2 separate regions of the Mus musculus genome follow, and region 2 is linked to region 1. A link is a contact called in public HiChIP or PLAC-seq data. All regions are on one chromosome and are shown on one strand. Each heading gives the region's core, a stretch centred on a gene start, on an enhancer-like site or on the middle of the called end of the contact. The rest is flanking DNA. Distances are from core to core; before and after follow the strand shown. Region 1 overlaps Kidins220 (kinase D-interacting substrate 220). Region 2 overlaps Gm36723 (a long non-coding RNA gene).

Region 1 (4,738 bases), core at 1,769-4,268:
ATCATGTACAATTTATGATTATATCATATTTGAAGAACCATATAGGTTGGGCTTGCAAGGCTGATGCATCCATGAAGGGTTTTTTTCTTCCAGCCTTTATAGTTCCAGAATCAACGCCGAAGCTGAATGCACCTCCGAGCAAGGCATTGCCTGCGTGAAGTTAACTGAGTGCGAGCCTCTACTGCTTATGCCCTTGAAAGGATCACGTGCATTTTCATGTGCAGTTTTACTGACCTAAGCCTGCATTTGGGCGGGAGTTTAGCACAGGCCCATTTTCTTACAAACCTAATCCATGTCTATCCCTGTCTGTGTGCGTCAGTACCTCCTTTCCACCCACCAGTTCCACTCCTCCAGGTGACCGCAAGTGTCAGGGAAGCCCGCTCTCATCTGCCGAGCACAGGCTCTCTGTGCTTGTTCCTTTGCGTTAACTTGGAAATGGAGCATCTTACCACTACCAGACACAATGCTACCATTTTTACCAGTTAGCAGTCAGACTTTTTTTTTCTTTCATAAAATCAGAAGGCCACCCTATAATTATGCTACTGTTTCTCATTTAAGTGCAGTTAAAATTACAGGGATCCAAAACATTGCAAACCTATTTTTATCCTAACTTTAATGGGCTGGGCAGATAGTAGCTGGACATTGTGTATCCATTAGAAGTGGAGCTGGCCTGTTAGACACACTTCATTTAGATCTTCACAACTAACACCCTCGCAAGCCTAGAAATCAGTTTTGCTTCTAGCAGCCGTATTCATCTTAATATTTTCTCAGATTATAATAGGAAAAGTAATGGTTTTATTGCTGCCCAGGACAGATCAGGGGGAAACATTTGAGAGTCTCATTGGTCTTGAAGTGTGGTTTGTTTCACTGAAATGCTTGACACTTAGGAAAATGTCAAGTGGTTGGTGTGGCCCGGGATACCCAACTCATTATATTGCATGGAGAGAGATGGCCGCTCTGAGCGCAGCCGCTCTGCAAACGGGGTAGAAGCGGTCCTGTAACCACTGGTGATTCAGAGCACTCTAGATTTTGTTTCTGTTTTCACTCAGGCAAACATAAATGGCCGGGTATTGGCTCAGTGTAATATTGATGAGCTGAAGAAAGAGATGGCTATGAACTTTGGAGACTGGCATCTTTTTAGAAGCATGGTAAGGTTTTTGCCACGTTACCTTACTACAGCCCTTTATCCTACTGTGTAAAGTAGTCTGCAACATTGTAGAAACCCAGTACGAAGAAGTACTGGCCAGAAGTGATACATTTTCCATATTAATTTTAAAAACGTTTGCATTTTGTGTGTTTTTTAATTGAGTAAACTTATAGTCAACCCAGTATTACGGGGAATAGTTGCAACAGCATGTGGAATCTTGTCTTTTCTGAGGAAGAAGCAATTCACTGGTTTCCCATACTTTTATTTAATAAAACATGTTCTCCTTGATCAAGCCATGGGCCCCAAGCCCCTAGGCCTCCACCTTCAGTGTCTGTCCTTGTCCGGTGCTCTGTGTTAGGCAACAATACACAGGAGCCACTTTAGAAAGAGCCCAGCTTGAACCCGAGCACGCCCTTGGTGCTCCTCTGGTTTCCTCTTATCTTCTGTCCACTCCCAGCTGAGGTCTCATCACCCGGCTTGTCTTCAGAAATCTTGTCAAATTGGTTTACCCAGAATCTCTTGAAAGCTGACCTTCCCCGCCCCACGCTCCCTGACTCTTAAGCATCCACTTGGTGCTGTTTTGGAGTAGAATTGTTCTATACTGAGGTCAGCGTCCCTATCATTGTAAGTCTCAATGCTTTCTGCTTGGCTCTGGCTTTCTTTACACACTCCACTTGAATTTTGGTTTTTAAGTTTTAAAAGTTGTACACTAAATGCGGATACTTCTCTTAGCATTGTTAATAGGATTAAGGTAAGATTTGGCATAACGTCACTGGACCATCGCAGTGGGCAGTGTGCTTTCTTGACCCTCTTGCAGGAACAGTACTGTCCTGTACTTTAGCGCTCTCTGAAGCCTCTGTAATGGGGTTTGACGATGCAAACAATGATTCTTCTTCTCCCAAGGTCTTAGAAATGAGAAGTGTGGAAAACCAGGTGGTCCCCGAAGACCCACGTTTTCTCAATGAAAACTCCAGTGCCCCCGTTGCTCATGGGGAATCTGCTCGCCGCACTTCTCACAGTGAACTGCCCCACACGGAGCTTTCCAGCCAGACTCCCTACACCCTGAACTTCAGCTTTGAAGAACTGAACACGCTTGGCCTAGACGAGGGAGCCCCACGGCACAGTAATCTGAGTTGGCAGGTATTTATTTTGTGTCATTTTTCATATAATTGGAGAATAAAGACTGCAGATATTCTGGTGCATTAAAACACTCATTCAGGCAGTGTTGCTTGAGAACCCAGCTGGGCAAGAGCAAGGGCCATCTACTGAAGGAGTTGGGTTTATTTTGAAGGGGAAGAAATACAGAAGCAAAATACAGAGGAAGTTAAGTTATTCAGAATTGACAGGAAGAGTGAAAGCAGTCCCAGAAGACAATGGTAGGAGAGTAAGAATGGGGGGCTGGGCCTGATGGTGCACGCCTTTGATCCCAGCACTCCGGAGGCAGAGGCAGGAGGATCTCTGAGTTCGAGTCCAGCCTTGTCTACATAGAGTGAGGATGGGGCTGTGTTAGGGTGGTTGCAAACTTTCCTTTCTTTTGGTATTTTCCTGTGGGATATGGTAATTACCAGCCAAAGTGCACCTGTATGGAAGACTAGCTTCCTGCTGTCCTACTGACACCTTCAGTTTGGTTCCCCAAGTCACATACATAGGAGCACGCACTACGCATCCCACTTATTCTTTCTCTCATGTTGCTCAGGCTGGCCTTCAACCCCAGGGCTCAAGAGATTCCCCTGCCTCAGCAGCAGCCTGTGTGGTAGGACCACAGGCCTGTACCACGTCTTCTGTGGGGATATTCTTAGAGGTGTGCAGGCGTCAGAAGCAGAAGTACAAGTGGGGTATGCGTGAGGAGGAGGGAAGAGGAAGAAGGAGGGGGAGAACCAGAGCAGTGTGCAGAGGAGCAGTGAGGAAGTAACAGCAAGGAAGCTGTGCTCTGGACGGAGGGGAAGACCAAGCCTGGCGGGTGCTCCTGGGAGGGCTTTTGTCTGGCAGTGAAAATATTTTTAATTTTCTCCATACTGTGTGCCTTAAGTGAAGAAGTCATTTTTTATTATTATTAAATACTGACTATTGTAAGAATTGCTTTACAGTGTGCTCAGTTCATACTTGGTCCTTTGGTGTCTTTGTTCCGACAGACGTAGTTCCTTTCCTTTCCAGCTTTCTGAGAAACTGCTCCTCCTTACTCCCCTGCAGGTGCTTCCTCCTGTACCCTTCCATCCTCACTGCCTGCCTGCCTGCCTGCGGCTCTCACAGCCCTTTGAGCTTAGCCTTTGTTCTTAGCCTTAGGCAGGTCTCTGGGCTGGCAAGATGACTCAGCAATAAAGATGCTCCTACAACCCAGTGACCTGAGTGTGATCCATCCCTGGGACCCACATGCTTTAAGGAAAAAAAACCAACTCCTCAAAGTTGTCCTCTCACCTACACACACACACACACACACACACACACACACACACACACACACGTAATAAAAATTATCAGGGCCCAGAAAACTTTTGCATATGTAAGTTACTATAAATAGCTAAATAGAACCTGAAAATGTTTCTAAATATTTTAAGTAATTATATACTAGCATAAATAATATTTTTATAAAAAATGCTACTTTTTCAAACAAAACCGTCCAGTGGGAATGGGAATGTTTTAACATATCTTTATGATTGTCTTCATAGAAGACTGCTGGGTCCCCAGTTGCTCCTTCCCTCACATCTCCTGAGACAACACACATACATGTAGCTCTGGGCACTCCGTGAATGAAGGAGAGAAGGCACAGACCACCATCATGTCCTGCAGAGTGCAGTTCAGGACACATGGGTCCCCTGTACAGGGGCCCCACAGCCTTTGAGGAGAGCTGCATTAGTGGGTGGGGGAGGTATCACTCCTCTAGTCTGACAGCATCCTGTGGGACCTCTTCAAGGAGACAGATGCTGTCTCCTTTCCAGAGAAAAGATGGTCTCGCCTCTCTCTGTGCCTGGGTTCTAGCCTTTCCTGTGGTCTGATTGTAAACTCTCTTGACGCTGCTTCTTTCTTCCCCTGTTTCTTTTTTCTAATCTGTACTTTTAATTGTTCATTTGTTAGCGTTTCTACAGTCTAAAGCAGCTGGTCCCTTAAAGCCCAGTACTAGAAACTGAACTTAAGTCTCCCGTCCTGATTTCCCTGGGGTCCAGCGAACCCACAGCTTCTGTTGAGGTTCATTGCAAATCTGTGTTATCCCCCCACCCCCCATTTTAAGAACATTTCTTTCTCTGAATTAAAATTGGACAGGAACTTCCAATTTTGTCAAATAATTTGAGACAGGTTCCTTTATTGTACCTTAAAGACTTTGTTTTGTTTTTGCAGTCTGTCTTTGTTTCTTCTTTATCTCTTCTAAGAGGAATTCTTTCTAGAAGGTGCTTTTACCTTAAATAAAACAACTTGAAATTACTAAACACAAATGCTCAGATGACTTCTACAACCTGAAATTGTTCTTTTAAATATAAACAGTAAATTAATGTTGCTAAAAATTTCTAAGCTAATTACAGAATTATTCATGAACTCATAGCTTTTGTTAAACTGTTAGGTCGATTTTTTAAGACCCTAGAATTGTGATAACTTTTA
Region 2 (4,284 bases), core at 360-2,859, 340 kb after region 1:
ACAATACAGTTGAGACAATAAAATTGAAAATAAATTAAAGCCATTTAAACAACTGTTTTATGGAACAAATATACATGATTTGAATATTTATGATGAATAAAATCAGATTAAGTTGCCGACCCTCCCTCCCCCATCTGTCATCAATGATGCAAAACTTCTGGGAGTAAGTTATTGAGTTTTTGTGACACTCTTTGCTTAAATATAAATAAACTAATCACATTTTCCAGCTTGTAAAATAGTTCATTAAGTTGAGGAGGCAGCGAAAATGGTACCCTACCCCCAAGAAGCATATGATCAGCTATGCAGGATGAGGGGAATTGAATATGGTTCAACATCTAAATAAAGGGAATCTCCAAAGCATAAGAAATCATAGCAAATTTTATACAGCTGATGACCATGTTTTATATTGACTCTAAAAATACTGTTAATTTAAAAAATAAGTTTAAAGTGTTTTGACACTGTCCCAGAGTAGCCTGAGTGTGCTATAGGTGTTAATTCTGTAGGATTGTCAATCCTCATATCAGGGCTCCATATAGACTCAACATCTCACCCCTCTCATTGCTGCTTCTGCTCACCTTGTTGTCATTCTGTTCATGACACTCAAGTCTCCATGTTGCCTTTGTCATTATTTTCTGCTCACCCTGACTATATTACTTTTATGCCATTATGACCAGACTATTAAATGAAGCAACTTGGGAGAGATGGGTTTATCTTGGCTCACATTTCAGGAGATTTCAGAGTAGTGCCCTTATTTTGAACCCCACATAGAAACCCATATATATCTCCATATCCTTACCCTGAATTTCATTTACTTATTATTTATTTTATAGAACTGGATATTGAACCCAGGGCCTCATCAATGCTCAGCAAGTACCTCATCACTGGCCTGTATCCCCAGCCACCAGCTTCTATTTTTATTTCAAGGCAAGTTCTTTATTTAGTTGCCCAGTTGGCCTTGAACTTACTCTGTAACCCACAGAGAACTTGAACCTGGGATCCTCCTGCCTCAGACTCTATTCCCATGATGCCAGGGCTCTAGGATTATGCTACCATGCATGTCTCAGCATCCCTAATTTCAATGAGTTTACAAAGTCCCTTTGCCCTATGAAATAACACAGTGACAAGCTTTGAGGATGAGAGTGTGTCTACATTCTTTGATGGTTCATTTTTCAGACAGCTTTTTTTTTTTTATTCTGTCAATTTTTGGAACATTTGAGACTTGGCCCTTGGCCCCTGGTCCCATTTTCTTCTCTAGCCAAATTTTACAAAAGGGACCACTAAGGGCTATTAAGGTTTTAATCACTATCTATATTAGAACCCAAATCTGTATCTATATCTTATCTGTCTACAGGTCTATGGTTCACTTGGATGTCCAGTACAGAAGATAAAGCCAACGAGAAGCTATGGATGTTGAGAATGGTGAAAGGGTGAGTGTGAGAGATAGGGGCAGTGGGCTGGGAGACAACATAGGGAGCTGCCCTGGTGTAGGGGCAGAAGCGAATGTCAGTTAGCCAGGTCTCATGCTGATGGAAGTGGACAGTATAACATGCAGCTGGGGTGAAAGGGGAACTGGACAGGGGAAGTAGATAGGGCCATATTACAAACCTTTGTTGTTTACGTTCAAAGTAGCAAGCAGCTACCCAGGGAGTTTAAACAAAAGGCGGTGGCTAGCAGCCCTCACCAGATGTGTCATATGGCTAAGGAAATTGGGAAAACACAAATGCCTCAATACCCAGAAGTTAAAGTGTAGCCTAGAAGGACAGACATGAAAAAAAAAGCCACATACTATCAGGGCAAATCTAGCATTAACTAACATTGAACCTCTCCCTTGGAGGACTGCTCATATGAACACCCTTGGGAAGGACCTGGACATCAGATGCTATAAGCTGACAGTCACCCTCCCTACAAAGGAGAACATGATCGACCTCGACAAGATCACAGCTATATTGGGCATGTCATGCTTTTTCAAGTACAGTGGGAAAGAAGTTTGCTTCACCCAGAGAGAAGCAACTCTGTTTTCCCAGGTGGAAGTTAAGGTTTGATCAATGCTCGCAGGTGACTATTTGTAGCTCAGAGGGTCCCAGGGTGTCCTTGGATCTGTTCCGTGTTTGCTCACTCGCCTGCTGTCTGCTGTCTCCTTGATTTCTTGATTTCATTAGGAGATAGGAGCTTATAATACTGTGGAGAAATGTAAAGCTATTAGTGGGTCATTGTTGAAGTCAGAGCATGCCCTGTTAAGCTTCTTAGAAAACCAGTGGTAGCCAATGATACAGGGATTAAGCTCTCTCTCTCTCTCTCTCTCTCTCTCTCTCTCTCTCTCTCTCTCTCTCTCTCTGTATACTTGGTGAATGGTTCATGAACCAATCTGTCATGAGGAACTTAAATGTGATAAGCTCTGTCAGTGAGGGCACATGGGCTGTTGCTGAATTCAATGACTTTTTCCTCTTACCTCTCTGTTTTGCTATTTTCCCAGACCCGAAGCACCATTTCCAAATGTTTCTGTCACCTTGGAGCAATGTTGGGCAGTCATTCAGGTGCTCCTAGGCTTCTGCTAATACTTAGAGTTGAAATGATAATAGGATATGATGGTTAGACTAGAGGATGGACAGATAAATGATAAAACATCATTTTAGGGCATGCCTGTGAAAGTGTGTGAATGTCCGTGTGTGTGTGTATGTGCATGCATATTGCATGTTCATATATGTGCATATTCAAGGCTGCTCATGCCTATGTGTAGCCATGCTGAGGCCAGAGGAAGACCTCACGTGTTTGAAAGAATCTGCCCTTGTGATCCCTGGAAGTCAGATTTTTGACTGTAGGTCCATTTAGGTTGCCTGAGATCAGAACCATGATCTAGGACTACTTCTTCCCCTCCTTCTCCTAAATACTCTGAGGGCTGTGGGTACACCAGTATGATGGTGAGACCCACAGAGGAGCGTAGCCTGGTCTTCCTTCCCCTGGGTGCAGTTCTCTGTGTAGTGACTCTGGACAAGTGTCTCAGTCTGTTCTTGTCTTGGCCTTCTTGGTTATAGCAGGAGGAATTCGCATAGGGTGAATTTCATAGGCCATTAGCGTATGTGATGTGGCAGCCACTCCCAAGCTTTCTGTTATCTTTACCTCCAACTTCACCTCCTTTTACCTTTGTTCCTAAGCTGTTGAACAGCTGACACCTCTCCCTCAAGGTCCTTGAGTCCCAGCAGAGGACTTCACACCCAGGTTGGCGAGCCTTTTGCTCAGAAGGAATAGTGGACTGGCGGGTGTTCTCTTCTTGTTTAACAGATATTTTTAGCTTTTCTAAAAGCTTCTCACTCACTCCAAGTCTTAAAAAGGACGAAACTGTTCCAAAAATGCTTATGTTCTGACAGGAGTTGAGAAGTTTTTTTTTTTTTTTCCTCTTCTCCAAACAATCCCTCACTGACATGGTGAAGGGGAAGCCGGAGTGTAGGGACACCATACTAGATCCCAAGAGCTAGGGCAGTGGGCTCTGTGAGCTTGTAGTAGGTGAGCTTTCTCAATCAAATTGGTCCTGAATATTTTGGGTTGATCTTGCATGGCTGTGTGTGTAGGGTGTGCACGTGACAGAATCATGAGGTAAACTAAAGGTTCCTTTTCACCAACCATCCTCCTGGTAAATGTGACTTTTTTAAGTCACAAGGCCATGTTGATGGCAGCAGGGATGGTCAGAGAGTCTGGTCCCAAAGCTGAAATGAAAAGTGACCCCAAACTGAAGCAACAGTTTGCATAGCTGTCAAGACTCAGTTTGAAATGGCCCAGAGGTTAATGTGTACTGCTCTTGTGACAGGAAAGAGGGAGAGAAGCACCCAGTCAAGTAGTCCTCTAGTGACTACTGGCATCTTTATACATTATTGCTGTTCTTACTCTTTAGGACAGTCTTGGAATTGGGTCTAATTTATATTTTTGATTCCTTAAAATTAGCTAGTCACTTGGTAATTGCTAAGCTGTTGGATCTCAGACTTTTTGATTTGTGTCTTTCAGAGCTAATTCAAAACTTGCTCATATTCTGAAATAATGATTTGGCCCCGTATCTTGATGAAAAAAACAAAAAACAAAAACAACAACAACAAAAAAGAACCAACCATGATTTAGTTTCATTTACATCAAACTCAAAGCACACTGTGAATGCAGCCTCTTCAAGGGGATGCTTGCTATTCCTTTGCAGAGATTGTTTATATCAACATCAGTCCAAGATCAAAGAATATCTCCCTCTAGCCCATGATGCTCAGTCCCATTTTCTAGAGGTCAACAGTAGAGGCAGATGTCTGA

The links. HiChIP or PLAC-seq counts read pairs in DNA pulled down with a chosen protein or histone mark.
Region 2: a contact with region 1 is called in an H3K27ac HiChIP or PLAC-seq map of microglia, with 4 times the contacts expected there. The contact joins two enhancer-like sites. A contact is called at or near these places in 1 of 115 datasets of contacts at active chromatin or transcription factors (microglia) and 1 of 9 other capture datasets (adipose tissue).

Annotation. Positions count from the first base shown.
Region 1 is chr12:25,051,748-25,056,485 of GRCm38.p6, forward strand. It overlaps Kidins220 (kinase D-interacting substrate 220), which reads left to right. Exons shown (of 32, transcript NM_001081378.1): 30 at 1,050-1,148; 31 at 2,051-2,287. Among named protein-coding and RNA genes, the nearest start is that of Id2, 42 kb to the right of the region's middle. Within about 2 kb of position 3,019, at least 79 of the 459 cell types and tissues checked have an H3K27ac peak or open chromatin away from gene starts, as enhancers often do. A contact at or near this core is called in microglia, where this site is marked.
Region 2 is chr12:25,397,327-25,401,610 of GRCm38.p6, forward strand. Gm36723 (a long non-coding RNA gene) reads left to right here. Exons shown (of 12, transcript XR_001780577.2): 9 at 1,352-1,427. Among named protein-coding and RNA genes, the nearest start is that of Gm36723, 44 kb to the left of the region's middle. Within about 2 kb of position 1,610, at least 26 of the 459 cell types and tissues checked have an H3K27ac peak or open chromatin away from gene starts, as enhancers often do. A contact at or near this core is called in microglia, where this site is marked.